Linked DNA regions of Mus musculus: regions 2, 3, 4 and 5 are each linked to region 1. Evidence: chromatin contacts called from public promoter capture Hi-C data. All regions are on one chromosome and are shown on one strand. Each heading gives the region's core, a stretch centred on a gene start, on an enhancer-like site or on the middle of the called end of the contact. The rest is flanking DNA. Distances are from core to core; before and after follow the strand shown. Region 1 holds the start of Hadh (hydroxyacyl-Coenzyme A dehydrogenase). Region 2 holds the start of Gar1 (GAR1 ribonucleoprotein). Region 3 holds the start of Pla2g12a (phospholipase A2, group XIIA). Region 4 holds the start of Casp6 (caspase 6). Region 5 holds the start of Col25a1 (collagen, type XXV, alpha 1).

The links. Promoter capture Hi-C pulls out the DNA fragments that hold promoters and counts their contacts. Capture Hi-C pulls out chosen DNA fragments and counts their contacts.
Region 2: a contact with region 1 is called in a promoter capture Hi-C map of liver, with 4 times the contacts expected there. The contact joins the promoter of Gar1 here to the promoter of Hadh in region 1. A contact is called at or near these places in 5 of 39 promoter capture datasets (embryonic stem cells, hippocampal neurons, liver and 1 more), 2 of 484 Hi-C or Micro-C datasets (nephron progenitors and uterus), 2 of 115 datasets of contacts at active chromatin or transcription factors (extraembryonic endoderm stem cells and large pre-B cells) and 2 of 9 other capture datasets (adipose tissue and liver).
Region 3: a promoter capture Hi-C map of liver shows a contact between it and region 1, with 6 times the contacts expected there. The contact joins the promoter of Pla2g12a here to the promoter of Hadh in region 1. A contact is called at or near these places in 2 of 39 promoter capture datasets (hippocampal neurons and liver), 1 of 484 Hi-C or Micro-C datasets (embryonic stem cells), 1 of 115 datasets of contacts at active chromatin or transcription factors (large pre-B cells) and 1 of 9 other capture datasets (liver).
Region 4: a contact with region 1 is called in a promoter capture Hi-C map of pre-B cells, with 8 times the contacts expected there. The contact joins the promoter of Casp6 here to the promoter of Hadh in region 1. A contact is called at or near these places in 4 of 39 promoter capture datasets (hippocampal neurons, liver and pre-B cells) and 1 of 115 datasets of contacts at active chromatin or transcription factors (astrocytes).
Region 5: a contact with region 1 is called in a promoter capture Hi-C map of hippocampal neurons, with 6 times the contacts expected there. The contact joins the promoter of Col25a1 here to the promoter of Hadh in region 1. A contact is called at or near these places in 2 of 39 promoter capture datasets (hippocampal neurons and pre-B cells).

Annotation. Positions count from the first base shown.
Region 1 is chr3:131,270,849-131,273,354 of GRCm38.p6, reverse strand. It overlaps Hadh (hydroxyacyl-Coenzyme A dehydrogenase), which reads left to right and starts at 1,254. Exons shown (of 8, transcript NM_008212.4): 1 at 1,254-1,479. The coding sequence starts at 1,348.
Region 2 is chr3:129,830,142-129,832,647 of GRCm38.p6, reverse strand. Gar1 (GAR1 ribonucleoprotein) reads left to right here and starts at 1,252. Exons shown (of 7, transcript NM_026578.3): 1 at 1,252-1,530; 2 at 1,795-2,053. The coding sequence starts at 1,807.
Region 3 is chr3:129,877,354-129,879,859 of GRCm38.p6, reverse strand. It overlaps Pla2g12a (phospholipase A2, group XIIA), which reads right to left and starts at 1,254. Exons shown (of 4, transcript NM_023196.4): 1 at 925-1,254. The coding sequence starts at 1,141.
Region 4 is chr3:129,900,163-129,902,668 of GRCm38.p6, reverse strand. It overlaps Casp6 (caspase 6), which reads right to left and starts at 1,254. Exons shown (of 7, transcript NM_009811.4): 1 at 1,163-1,254. It overlaps Gm46825 (a long non-coding RNA gene), which reads left to right and starts at 1,238. Exons shown (of 3, transcript XR_001783989.2): 1 at 1,238-1,352.
Region 5 is chr3:130,179,593-130,182,098 of GRCm38.p6, reverse strand. Col25a1 (collagen, type XXV, alpha 1) reads right to left here and starts at 1,254. Exons shown (of 38, transcript NM_029838.4): 1 at 319-1,254. The coding sequence starts at 615.

The DNA.
Region 1 (2,506 bases), core at 5-2,504:
AATTATAGTATCACAGCACCAAACTTGGATTATACTTCATCTTTCCAAATGACAACTAAGAGTTGCAACCCTCTCATCAAGCCTCCTGGAAATGTGCTGTCCTCTCTCAGTGGCAACTCAGCCATAGGGGCCTCTCCTCTCTGTCTTGCATCTTTCCTCAGACTGCTGTACACATTCCTTCCTTCCTTCATAAACGTGTTCATTCTTCAAGCTGTTGGGTTTCTGTGGGTAGCCTTCTACCTCCGTTCCTAGTATCTTTTATTTTATTTTATTTTTGTGACTTGGCTGGAATGTAGCACTCAGTAGGCTTTGCTTATTTTGAAGAATTAAATATAAAAATAAGATTCAAAGGGTCAATGCAAAACATAGCCCCTGCTTCAAAGGGAGTGCAGGAGAGTCTCTTCCCAGCCACATGCAAGAGCCCGAGGCAGGGAACAGGCATGGAAACAATTCTGAAGGACAAGGTTCACTGCTGACAGAGTTACATAAACTTTTTATAGCTACAGAGCAAGAAGGTCATAAAGCCATCGGCTTACAGAACATTGCTGAAGACCCTGGGCAGGCAGGTTACAGTGGAACAAGTAATTCTTTTCCTAGGGTTTTATGCCGGTGTTTGTTTGTTTGTTTTTGTTGTTGTTGTTATTGTTGTTGTTGTTTTAACTGTTTTAGTTTGGGACGGATGGGAGCAAGTGGTCTGCTAGGCAACACATTGCTTAAGTTCGATGTAACCTAAGTTAGATACAGAGGTGGGTAACTAGAAACAGCCCGAGAGAACTTGGACTCGAGCTCTAACATTCAGACAGGAAGTTAGTTTTATTCTGCAGAATGTGAGACACAGATGAGACTTTTGCAGGGAGCTTCATTGCACACAGGATTAACTATCATTTCTTCCAGTGGGGTGAAAGGCGGATGGCTTTCCTCTGGACGGTGAGTTTGGGGGCACCAGATGAACGCTTAGAAGTAAAACCAGCAGTAATTCTGTTATCACTAGCACAGTACTAGGCAGAAAGTTGGCCAATAGCCAGGCTTTCCCTTCCTGTGTTCTCTATCCGGGGTTACCGTCCTCATTCTAAACACAATTCTCACGATCACAACTCCAGCCCACCAGATTGTGAAGGCAACTACAGGTTGTCTCTTGGTGGGTCCCTGCTTTGCCGGAGTCCATGCTGGCCTGAGTCCTGGCACCGCCCTCTGGGGGGGGGGGCGGGGTGGACCTGCAGCTTGTGCAGGAGGCGGGTGGGTGGGGCGTGTTCGAGGCCCCGCCCCCAACGTCGCCGACCCCGCCCACGACGCTCCGGGACCTCTCGCGCTGTCCCCACTGCTCCTCCTCGGCTGCTGCACTGAGCTATGGCGTTCGTGACCAGGCAATTCTTGCGCTCCATGTCCTCCTCTTCCTCTGCGTCGGCGGCCGCCAAGAAGATCCTGATCAAGCATGTGACCGTCATCGGCGGCGGGCTGATGGGCGCCGGCATCGCGCAGGTGAGCGGGCCTCGCGCCCCGGGTGTGGTGGAAATAGTTTGATGAAGTCCGAGAAGGTGCAGCATGCTTCAGTGTCCCAGAACTACAGCCTTCGGCCCGATCCTTACGTGCATGCTTCTCAACTAACTGCCGGGCCGGGGAAGGCTCGGTGGAGCGCGCTGGTGCACGCGTGCACACTGGAGCTGAACTGTGCACAGTTGTGCGTGCAAAGTTGCAGAGTGTTTGCTCACTGCCTGGATCTGACAGGAATCCGCTCGCCAAGACCTGGGCTGCGGTTTCTTTTAGTTTTCCTGATAAGTTTTTTCTTTGTTCTTTCTTTCTTTTTTTCTTTACAGTTCTTTGGGTGTTGGTCTGGGCACTTTTCTTTCCAAGTGTCCTGCCTCTCCCACAAGTTTCCTTCGTTGGCCTTCACTTTTGTAACAGTTTGGAAAGTCACCTAGTGGGAGTTTGTGGAGTTGCTGGGACTCCGCCCAGGCCTGGGCCAGGAAACTTTGACCTTTGACCCAGTGCCCGGTGCTGAAATCTGCGTGCTTGTCCAGCTCTGAACCTCAAGAGAGTGGGCGACAGAGATAAGCATAGTTTATGCTCTGAGACGTCTCTAATCTCTGATCGGCTTCTGTGGGACTTTGCCTGGTGCCAGCTGAGGCACAGTTCAAAATCAACTGTGCAGTTTGGCTACTGCGATGTCTGTAGTACCATTTTCTCTTAAGAGTTAACTTCCTACACACAGTAGAGAGCTCTGATCTTTTTCCATGAACTTGCTATTATATTCGTATCTTTTGAGGCCTTTGCAGTTTGAGTGTTGTGGCAGTGAAGGGCTTACCTAATTTTAATTAGGGAGGGTATTCGCAGGTCAGTGTCTTTTCCCAACCAAATGCACACTTGCATGCTTGCTATTTATTAGCCTTGACTGCACTTCCTTCCAAAGTCCATTAAATTAAACAACAAAAACCATACATGGCTATGCTGGAGAAAATATAGCTAGTCTGCTGTATCCCTCTGCACCACAAAAACTCAAGGCTGTGAG
Region 2 (2,506 bases), core at 3-2,502, 1.4 Mb after region 1:
TATTTAGTCTGGGGCCCAGAATGGGAGATGTTGCCTGTTGTGATGTTTGAGCATCTGAATTCTTAGACTATATTGAGTGATTTGGAGTGGCAATGAAAAAGGGTAGCAGTGTCAAAAGGCTGAACTCAGCTATGACAGTACAAAGGTACTTCACAGGAATCAACAGAAACCCATCAGGTTTGATTAGAGATTGCCACAAGCCTAGAATAGAGGTAGGGATAGTGCTGATTATATGTGTGTGTGTGTGTGTGTGTGTGTATACATATATATATATGGTGTGTATGCATGTAAAATTACATATGTAATTATTACATATATTATAATTCAGTATTTTATAATTGTATGTTCTATATTACATATATTATATTATAAATATAATATATAATTGGATATATATGGTTATAACATCTAAATTTAAAGTACATTTGCCCAATTTTTAAAAATATTTGGAACTGGTGTGTACTTTTTCAAGAAGTTTACAGTTTAGAGTAACTGGCATACTGGAATTATTAATGTTTCTATATCTTTTACAAAGATCTTTCAAAAATCTATTCACAATAATCCTCTGATATGCGGATCAGTCTCTACTTTCTTTCAAATAAAAGGTGATATTGTCAAATGCCAAGAGATGTTTCAGACAATACAGATACAAAAGAAGTCAACCAAATTTAAGAACTAGAGGTCACTTCTTTTGTGATGAGTGAAGTTTTAGTGATGTAAGGAAACCGATGTCGGAGATGAGAGTGTTAAGGAGACGGGAGGTGAGGTGTCATCTATAGATGGGTGCATAGTCTCTCGGAGTTCAAAACGTACTTGATGAAGACATTGAGACCATATTTAAAAATGGTTGCCTTTCTGTCATCTCACACACAAACACACACCCTTTCCTATTTAATAATAACAGAACACGGACACACAGGCAACTTCGACACACACCCTTTCGTATTTAATAATAACAGGACACACACACACACAGAGGCAACTCCGTTGGCGGTGACAGGTTCCGACGTCCTGGGCTGAGCACCGCTTGAGTGGCCAACACTCCGTGGAGCAGAGTCAGGTCGGGACCTTCTCGCAACCCAAGAAGTGACAGAGCCCGGCGAGTAGCACCAACTGCAGCCAGCACGCTTCAGCGACGACACGCCTCACCAGCTGTTAGCACGGAAGGACTCAAACAACTCCGTTTCCAAGGGCAACGCGCCGCCACACTTCCGGAAACGTCGCGTACGGAGGGCGCTGCGATTTTGCGTCACTTCCGCCACCTCTAGCGCGGTGGCCCTTGCGTGGATGAGGTGGGGGCGGGGGGGGGTCACGCTGGACGCTATTGTTTCTCTTCCGGTGCTGTGTGCTCTACTCGGTAAGGCGTTGGGACCGCTGCGTCCGGTAGTGACGGGCCCTTCCTGCAAACCAGCCCTTCCAATTTCTAGTCTGGTAACATTGGACGGCTACGGTGGCCGAGGAGGTTTGAGCGCGCCGGAAGTGTCCCTCCGCGCGCGCGCGCCGGGCTAGGCTGGAGACGCACGTGGCGCGGTGAGTGCGGCGGAGGGCGAGCGAGGGTGAGGGCACCCGCGGGGCGGGATGCGGTGGAGAGGCATGGGATGCGGTGGCGAGCCACGGGTCGTGGGGCTGGGGCGAAGACACCGCTCTCTCTGCGCTCGCCACTTGGCTGTGTGGGCGAGTGGCAGGGCGGCGTTTACTGCTGTCCCCTTCTTGGTGGCCTGAGCGAGGCGGAGGGGACTTAGATAAATGATCGACCCGCGGTGACCGGGAGGAGCGGCCCGTCTATTTCGCCAGGCCGGAGAGAGCATGTCTTTCCGAGGCGGAGGTCGCGGAGGCTTTAATCGCGGTGGTGGAGGCGGAGGCTTCAACCGTGGCGGCGGCAGCAACAACCACTTCCGAGGGGGCGGCGGAGGCGGCGGCGGCAGTTTCAGGGGCGGAGGCGGCGGCGGCGGCGGCAGTTTCAGGGGCGGCGGCCGAGGAGGATTTGGACGAGGGGGCGGTCGTGGAGGCTTTAATAAATTTCAAGATCAAGGGCCTCCAGAACGTGTCGTCTGTAAGTCGTCTTCTGAGCTTAACCTCCTTTGCATTGGGAATAGAATCCGGTTTAAGTTATTAGTGCGTTTGTTGATAAGACTCCGAAAGGCAAGTCGCTTGAGTGCCCTGACACGTATAAGGGACTGATCATGAGAACCGAAATGCAGTGTGGAGGTGAACTTGAGTTGGGACTGAAAAGATGAGACTTAGACAACATTGAGTACCTGGCTCCTTCTAAAGGGCAGAACACTTTTTAGGATTAAGTATGATTCCTTAGTGATATAGTTGAAACACAAAGCCAAGTTTTTAGTTTTCGTAGCTCATATTTTCAGTTACCAGAAAATACCTACAGAATTCACACTCCATAACCATGCAGCCTAGTTTGAACACTCATTCCCTTGCACCCTGCAAAATCATGTTGTAAATAAGTGTGTGTACTATCTTGTGTAGGGCCACATTCATAGTTCCCTGG
Region 3 (2,506 bases), core at 5-2,504, 1.4 Mb after region 1:
CAACTTCAATGCCAGCATGGGCTACCTGAGACCCTGTCTCAAAAATCAAATCAAGACAAAACTGCAAGTCTTAGATTGTTTTCCAGAAGTTAGGGAACTTTTTCAATGCAGTATACCTCCCTCAAAAACCAAGTACATCAGAAATCTATACAAAAGCCACAATTTATTTTACCTAGCTTTGCAGGTAAACAAACAAAATGGCACTTAACACCAACTGATGGCTTTTAAATTGTCGTTTGGCTTTCTATGTTTAGCTGAACCAATTACATGATGTGTGTGCGCGCGCCTGTGCATGACCGCACGTGCTAAACTCAGTCTGTCCCACTTCCCTCCCACCTTTCCCGCCCCCCACCCCCACCCCGCCCCGTACATCAGAAAGTTCTTAGGCAACTTTGTGCAATGGCGGGGAGAGAGGGCGAGAAGCTCAGATGCAAAGGAGAGCAGAGTGCAGAGCGCGCACTCAGGTGACCTCTCACATTTGTTCCCAGCTTGCTCAATCCCAAGGACAGCACGCTCCAAGCGCTGCTCATTCTTTCCACACCCGAGGACGCAGTCAATGCCTGTCTGGCGTCTGTTCCCCTAATCCCCCTGTCCCGCACTCGTCCTTCCATCCCGCTTCCCTGTCCCCGCCCCCCTGCTCCGCAAGTGTCCCCCGCCCCACAACCTGCCCCACACGTACCCCTCCATCTTCTAGCCCCCCACTTGTGCCCCATCCACCTGCTCCACACTTGTTCATCTACCTGTTCCACACTCCACACACACACATCCCCCTGCCTGGCACCAGTCCCTTTATTTTCTCGCTTCATACCCGTCCCCATCCACTTGCCTGGCTCGGATTCTCGCATTTCCCCCCAACCCCCCAGCCTCCGGGGACTGTCCCGCCTCCAACCCCCTGCCACCCCGCGCCCCCTTGTCGCGGCTCACCGTCGCTGCACTTGTACTGGCAGAGCCCGTCCTCCCCGCCCAGCAGGTCCAGCGCGGCGTTGAGGTACGTGTCTATCTTGTGGATGCCGTTGCGGATGGTCTTGAGGGTGGCCCTCCAGTCGGTGGTCTGGTCCTGTTCCTGCCCACGCGCAGTGGCCAGCAGCAGGAGGAGGAGGAGCGCGGGGCTCCGGGCGGGCGCGGGCCGCGGAGTCACCATCTGCGGGGCCGGCGCGGCGGGGCTGGGCAGCGGCGCGCGCTCCGGCTCCGGCTCAGGCCCCCGGCCTCCTCCGCGCTCGCGAGCTCGCGCCCCGTCACTGAGCTGCGCCGAACGGTGGGCCCGCCCGGGCACGCGCGCCGCTGCCCACAGTGCGCATGCGCCCGAGCGTGGGAGCCTCATTGCCCACGTGGTCTCCGGAACGCTCCCGTAGCTTACGGTCCTGCCTCTATGGAGTCTTAAAAACGCCTTGCCAATGCCCTAGACATAGTCATTGCTTTGGTTCAACACCACAGTGAATTGGTTTTGTTTTGTTTTGTTTGTTTTTTGTATTGTTTTTCAAGACTGGGTCTCTGTGTAGCCCTGGCTGTCCTGGAACTCACCTAGACCAGGTTGGCCTCGAACTCAAGAGATCCGCCTGCTGGGATTAAAGGCGTGCGCCACCGCCTCCCAGCTCCTAGTGAGGTTTGTTTGCTTGCTTGTTTTACAAAGCTCTCCTGTTTACCGAGACACCATAATTTAGAACGACTCCAGTAGCACAGCCTCCCTTGGGCTCCGCAGTCCCAGCCTTTACTGGACAAGGCCTGGGGTCCAGCGTAGAAAACTGTTTGAACACGGGCTGGCCTTGCACCCTACCAAGCCTGGATTTGCCTCCTGGGTTCTTGTGGGAACCCTATGATCAGCCGCAGTCCTAGCAGCGCAGCATGGTCTGGAGGATTGTTGAAGATGGAACTCTGCTCAATCTGCCAGAGCACTTCCTCCATTGCTTCTAATTCTAAGGAAGGAGAAGTTGGCAGTTATCCCTCCTTAAAATTCTAAATACTGTAGAGAAAAAGCTAATCACCGACTAGGCAGAGGAAAGGGAGGCAGGAGTGTGTCTTCCGAAGCGGGACAAATGCGGTAAGGTTACCTGGGACCAGCCCTCAGTTAATTTTTCTGAGACAGAGTCTTGGCCTGTAGCCCAGGCTGCCCTCCAACTTGCCTTGAACACACTATCCTCTCAAGTGCTAGGATCTTGGCGCCAAGCCTCTCTCTTTTCTATTTCTTTACACATTTACATCTTGCTGAATGTATGTCTTTTACCTTAACAATAACCTGTGCTCTGAGGACACGGGTTGCCGCGTGTCTCTCTCTGGGGATTACGTTCTCAAATGCCAGATTCTTTGGCACCTTTTCTCGTCTATTGCACACGGATGCAATAACACGACTGGTTAAACCGGATTCAGTTCCTCACTTCTCTTTATGATCTGCCATCCATGGCCACAGCAGTCACCTCATAATTAAAATAAAATCTCACCATTGCCACAGACTCAGATCCCCCTCCCTGGTACCCTGTCGTCATCAGTTTTGTCCCCAGACACTGTATTT
Region 4 (2,506 bases), core at 5-2,504, 1.4 Mb after region 1:
TGGCCATGTCTCACTTCTCCTTTACTGTTCGACCCTACAGTAAGCATGGCCTCTGAGCTCCTTAGTTTAATTTGTATAAAATCACTCACCTCTTTTTCTCTTTATGGTACCCTCCAGATAAAGCTATCAGCCACTGTAATTGATTGCATGGGACGGTAGATACTTTATCTTACTACTTCCAAAGCTCAAGAACACAGAACAGGGCCAGTCCTGCCTAAGGTCGGAACCGAAAGCCCGGCACTGGTGGATTACAAAGTCTGTACTACATGTCACCAGGCATTCCACTAAAGGTCACTTTCCAAACTAGTGACCTTCATGAGAATCTACCCATATTCCCTGTCAACCATCTACTTAATAACCTGTAAGAAGTAACTCACCTCCCTAGAACATACTCTGGAAAGGGCACATACACATAGAACTGAACAGGAGAGGAAAGGAATCAAACAAAAGGGTGAGCGGCACGGTGCCCTCCCCCAACCTGGCTTCCCACCCCTCACTACTCATCCCTAAACTGGAGATGACCACTAGACCCTGTGTGTCCAATAGGACCACTCCTGGTAGGACCATGGGGACTTTTACAGTTTTCCTCTGGAATAAGGACAGAAGTTCTGAAATAAAGGCCGTCTCTGATAGACCTTAAAGATTTTTCAGGCTTGACGTCGGTTTTGATAGGCGACAGGAAGCCTGTTCTGAGGGAAGCAAGAACTAGCAGTTTATCACTGTGTGGAGAAAAGTTATTTGGGGCTAACGCGTAGACAGCAACAGGTTTGCTGGCTGCAGAAGACACTGTGGCGGAGGTGCTCGCCCAGGTCTGGCCTTGGTTAGGGGTCTTGAGCCCGGTTACCGCAGGCCTGTGCCCCAAGCCTTGGTCCGCCTCCTCTTCCCACTTTTCAGACAGACGCGAGCAACAAAAACAGGATTCAACTTGCAGAGCCAAGTTCTCCACTACACAGTGCAAGCGCCGCCCTCTAAAGTTTAAACAGCCGGGAAGCAGCGGACGTGAGGACAAAAGCGCTCGGCGGGGTTAGCCTGAGCAAAATACCGCTGCTACGTCCTTCACTGCACAGCGCCGCAAGCCCACTTCTGTCAGTCCTAGCAGTCCCCGGAGGCCACCACCCTTCTCTGCCCCGTGCCCCACGCACGCACGGGTGTCCGCACTTACCTGCCCGCGAGCTCCCACCGGTGTCCTAGCCCTGAGGCCTCCGCTCGTCCACCCGTTTCCTGCCAGCCCCGCCCCGCCTCCTGCCCCGCCCCAGGATCCGCCTCTGCCTCCCCAAGCAACTGGGCCCTTTGTCACCCAGGCAACGCCAGGACGCCACTGCGTCTTCCTCCTGCACAGAGCCTGGCTGTGTGTAAGCATATGTGTATGTGTAAGTGTTGGGGAAGAGGGCACTGCCCGGGGAGCAAGTAGGGCAACTTCACGTCCAGGGTGGTGAACTCAGTGTTGCCGTCCCCGCCCGACAATCGCTCTTCGCCACTTCATCTAGTGCTCAGTTTAGTGTAGAGAGCTTACTCTACAGTCAGAGGGCTTTTTTCCTCATGTTTTTGTTGTTGTTGTTGCTGCTGCTGTTTGGACAGGGCTTTAGACAAAACAAAACGGAGGCAACTCCTGGACTTTCTTCCCACCCCCCAACCCCCTCTCCTCCCTCCTTCCTTCCCTGAGTCTCCTGTAGCTGAGGTCCTGACCTTGATCCTTCAGCCCCCACACTCAGTGCTGTGATAACTGTCTTTGTGCCACTGCACCCAGGACTCTCGCATGCTAGCCTAGCACTCTACCAATTCCTGGATGTTTAAGTCTGGCTTATAAAAGTAGGGGTAGTTTGGCAGTGCATGCATAAATTCTAAGAACGACAGTCTATCTGTAGGTGATGGTGACCATGGCCTTTCCTGTCATATTGTGCCTACTGTGTGCCACCTTGTCATTTAAAAGCAAGCAACTATAGATGATAAAAATTATGTTAAGGTGTTACCAGCTGACTGAGGAGTCTTTTATTACACTACTTAATCATGCGTATATGTGTAGGAAGTGTGTGTGTGTGCATGTGTGTAGGAAGTGTGTGTGTGTGCATGTGTGTACATAAGGGAGGTTCTTTAACAGGGCAGGGCGGGCTCACACATGCGTAGTCTCATGCCTGCTGCAGCAGGCTTTGGGCATCTGCAGGTATCTTTGCACAGCCTTTGGCCTTCACTAGTCTCAATGTCACCATTTCTATTAAAATAAGACAGTGGAAGTCTTGCTGTGTCTTGCTTACTGAATAAACCTTTTTCCTTGCCCCGAAAACATGTCCGAAATTAATTGGGCCCCTCTTGATGGCAAGTAAAGAGGGTTAGGCTTAGTAATATTCAATTGTCTTAATAATGATTTTCTCTGTCATTACGACATGGCATTTCAAGCTTTCCCTCCAGTGGTGGTGACCAGTTAAACCTGCACTCAGAACCGTGCCTTTCATGGGGGAAGCTCAGGGAAAATGGCTGGGAGTTGCTCTCCGTTCTCTTGTTTGGGGAA
Region 5 (2,506 bases), core at 5-2,504, 1.1 Mb after region 1:
ATCAACAAAAATTGGTCTCCGTTGAAGTGAGAGCTCCCAAGAGACTCCAGAAAGCTACAAAGAAATAAAATGCCCCTCCACACACTCCCGTTATCCAGACCCCCCATATATGTCTAAGCATGCAAGCACTATGGAATACCCAGGGAAGATATCTGCTACAGACTTGATACTAAGCAATACCCAAGGTACTTAACTCCATACTTGGCATATACAGTCAAGTCAACTATGCAGACAGCTAAGGGTCGAAACTATCCCTGCACACAGGGCTCACACCTGTGCAAAACAGTATTCACGTGCAAAATACCCAGCCTTCCACACCTGAGCCAAGAGACGCTCCACTTTCTCCTGAACCATTGCCTTCAGCTCATCCACGGTGTCAGACAGCGGATGGAAGGAAGGGGTCCCTTTAGCAGATTCAAGAGCAGCAATCCTCGCCTGGAGGTCGTTGGTTTTCACCCCAAGATAAAAACAGAAAGCCACAGCAACCACTGACAAGAGGGTCGCCAGGGCCGTGCACGAGGGCATGGTGCCGGCACAACGCTGTCCCAAGGGGCGCGGATCTTCTGATCCAGACTCTCGTCCCCCTCCTTTCCCTGCAAGCTTCTTCACCAACATTGTGGCGGGGTCGCTGGCCTCCGCTACGCCTTCCACCTTCTATCTCCTCCAGTAATCTTAGAATGAGAGGAAGGGTCGGTTCCTCCAAAGTTCAGTCCCTGCGGCTGCACAACTAGTTGGTAGAGTCGGAGCCCGGGCTTAGAGATGGACCTGCGCGTGGCTCGGCGTCCGGATCAGCAGGCGTGGACCGACCGTCCTCCAGATTCTTTCTCCCCTTCCAGCTAGGAGTGAAAAGCACCCTCCGGCCGGGGACTGTGTGGCGCCGGGGGTGTTGTTGGGGTCACAGCTGAAATGAAACCCACTAGGGCAGCTCTCTTGACCCCCCCAATCCGACACCTCCTTAGGGGTCCCCCGCGCGGAGGCGCAGGGTCCGAGAGCCCCTCTCTCTGCTCCGACCTGTTGAGTCTGCCTGCCTATCTCTACCTTTTTCCACCCGCCGACCTGTCTCCCACCTGGATCAGTTCAAGGCCAAAAAGAAAAGGAAATACAGAGACCCGGCGAGAGCGCAGCCCCCGTGGGTGGTAGAGGAATAGAGAAAAAGAGGACCGAGTGACCCAAGCAGCGATCGTAAGCTGCGAGGCCCCAAAAGTATCTCCGCAGACCCGCGTGTGCGAGCCTTAAATACCCCGGGATGCTCTTGTGTGAGACAGTGCGCGCGCGCCTGAAGCGCGGACCGCCCCCTCCCGCAGGAGCCTCCTTATTAGCATAATATATTCACCTTCGCCCAGCCCGCCTGGACCCACGAAGGGGCGGGAGCGCGGGTGGGAGCGGAGCCCGAGGTCTCTATTAGCATAATATATGCAAATAGCTACAGCAACCACTGTGATTGGAGAGGAGCTTGGAGACCCTTCCCCCTCCCACCACCGAGTAACTTCAGCGTCCCCCTAAGGCCATCTCTCCGGCCCTAGCCAGGGGCCGAATTGAGGTCTGCTGTGCAGAGTGGCTTATACTGGCTTAGCCCAGCGCCCCCTATTTGGGTTAAAAAATGGAGAAATGGCCTCCTGAAGGAAAGAACGGAAGCAGAAGGCTCCAGCTCTCCAGATCCTCGCTCAAAGGCAGCCACAGGAGCTCCTCCATCTAGCCCTTGCGCGACGTTTTCCCTCCTCCCTCAGTTCGTTCCCACATGCCCAGAGGCAAAGTGTCTGGCTGACGTCTGCAGGGTACCTTCCCCACTTCCCTTCCTTCCCACGCCTTGCTGCAGATGACTGGGGAAGTTTTCTCGCCCCTCCCCCGTTTCCTCTTGTCTTGATGCTGCCCCCCCCCCCCCCCCCAGCTCTGGGCTCTTTCTCTGTACTAGGGTGCTAATGTGTTTTCCTGATTCGCTGTTTTGTGAGTGTTTGAGGCATACACATTTCTCAGGATTTAGGAAAGAGCTGAAGAATGAAGTCAGTTTTTCCTCTTCCTTGACTCTCAGCTTGCCTCTTCCCTCTGGATCAAATTACTAAGTCTCTACTGGGATTTTTTTTTTTTTTCTAAATTGATAACAAGTAGCATTTTGCATCCAATTGATTTTAGAGAAGAAAACACAACCCTAACTCTCCTTCCAAAAGACCTTCCTTTTTGCCTTTTCATCTTAAGAAATGTCACGTACGTTTCTTTCCCTCCCTAACCGATTACCACAACCAGTTACTACTATAATCAATGAACAAAATACCTAACCCGGAGCAGTTGCTTCTCGTGTGTAAACTACAGTGCCAAGGGGGACTTAGGATAGACATAGCAGGAAGCCTGCACTTATGAATCTCAACAAGTGGTTGCATAAAACAAGACCTCAAGACCTGAATAACAACTATGCTCACATGCCAACGTGGATCGGGGACCTTGCATGAGACCCGGTGCCTAGAATAAGAGCTACTAACAATCAATGGCTGCTGGAGGAGACTGTTTCCTT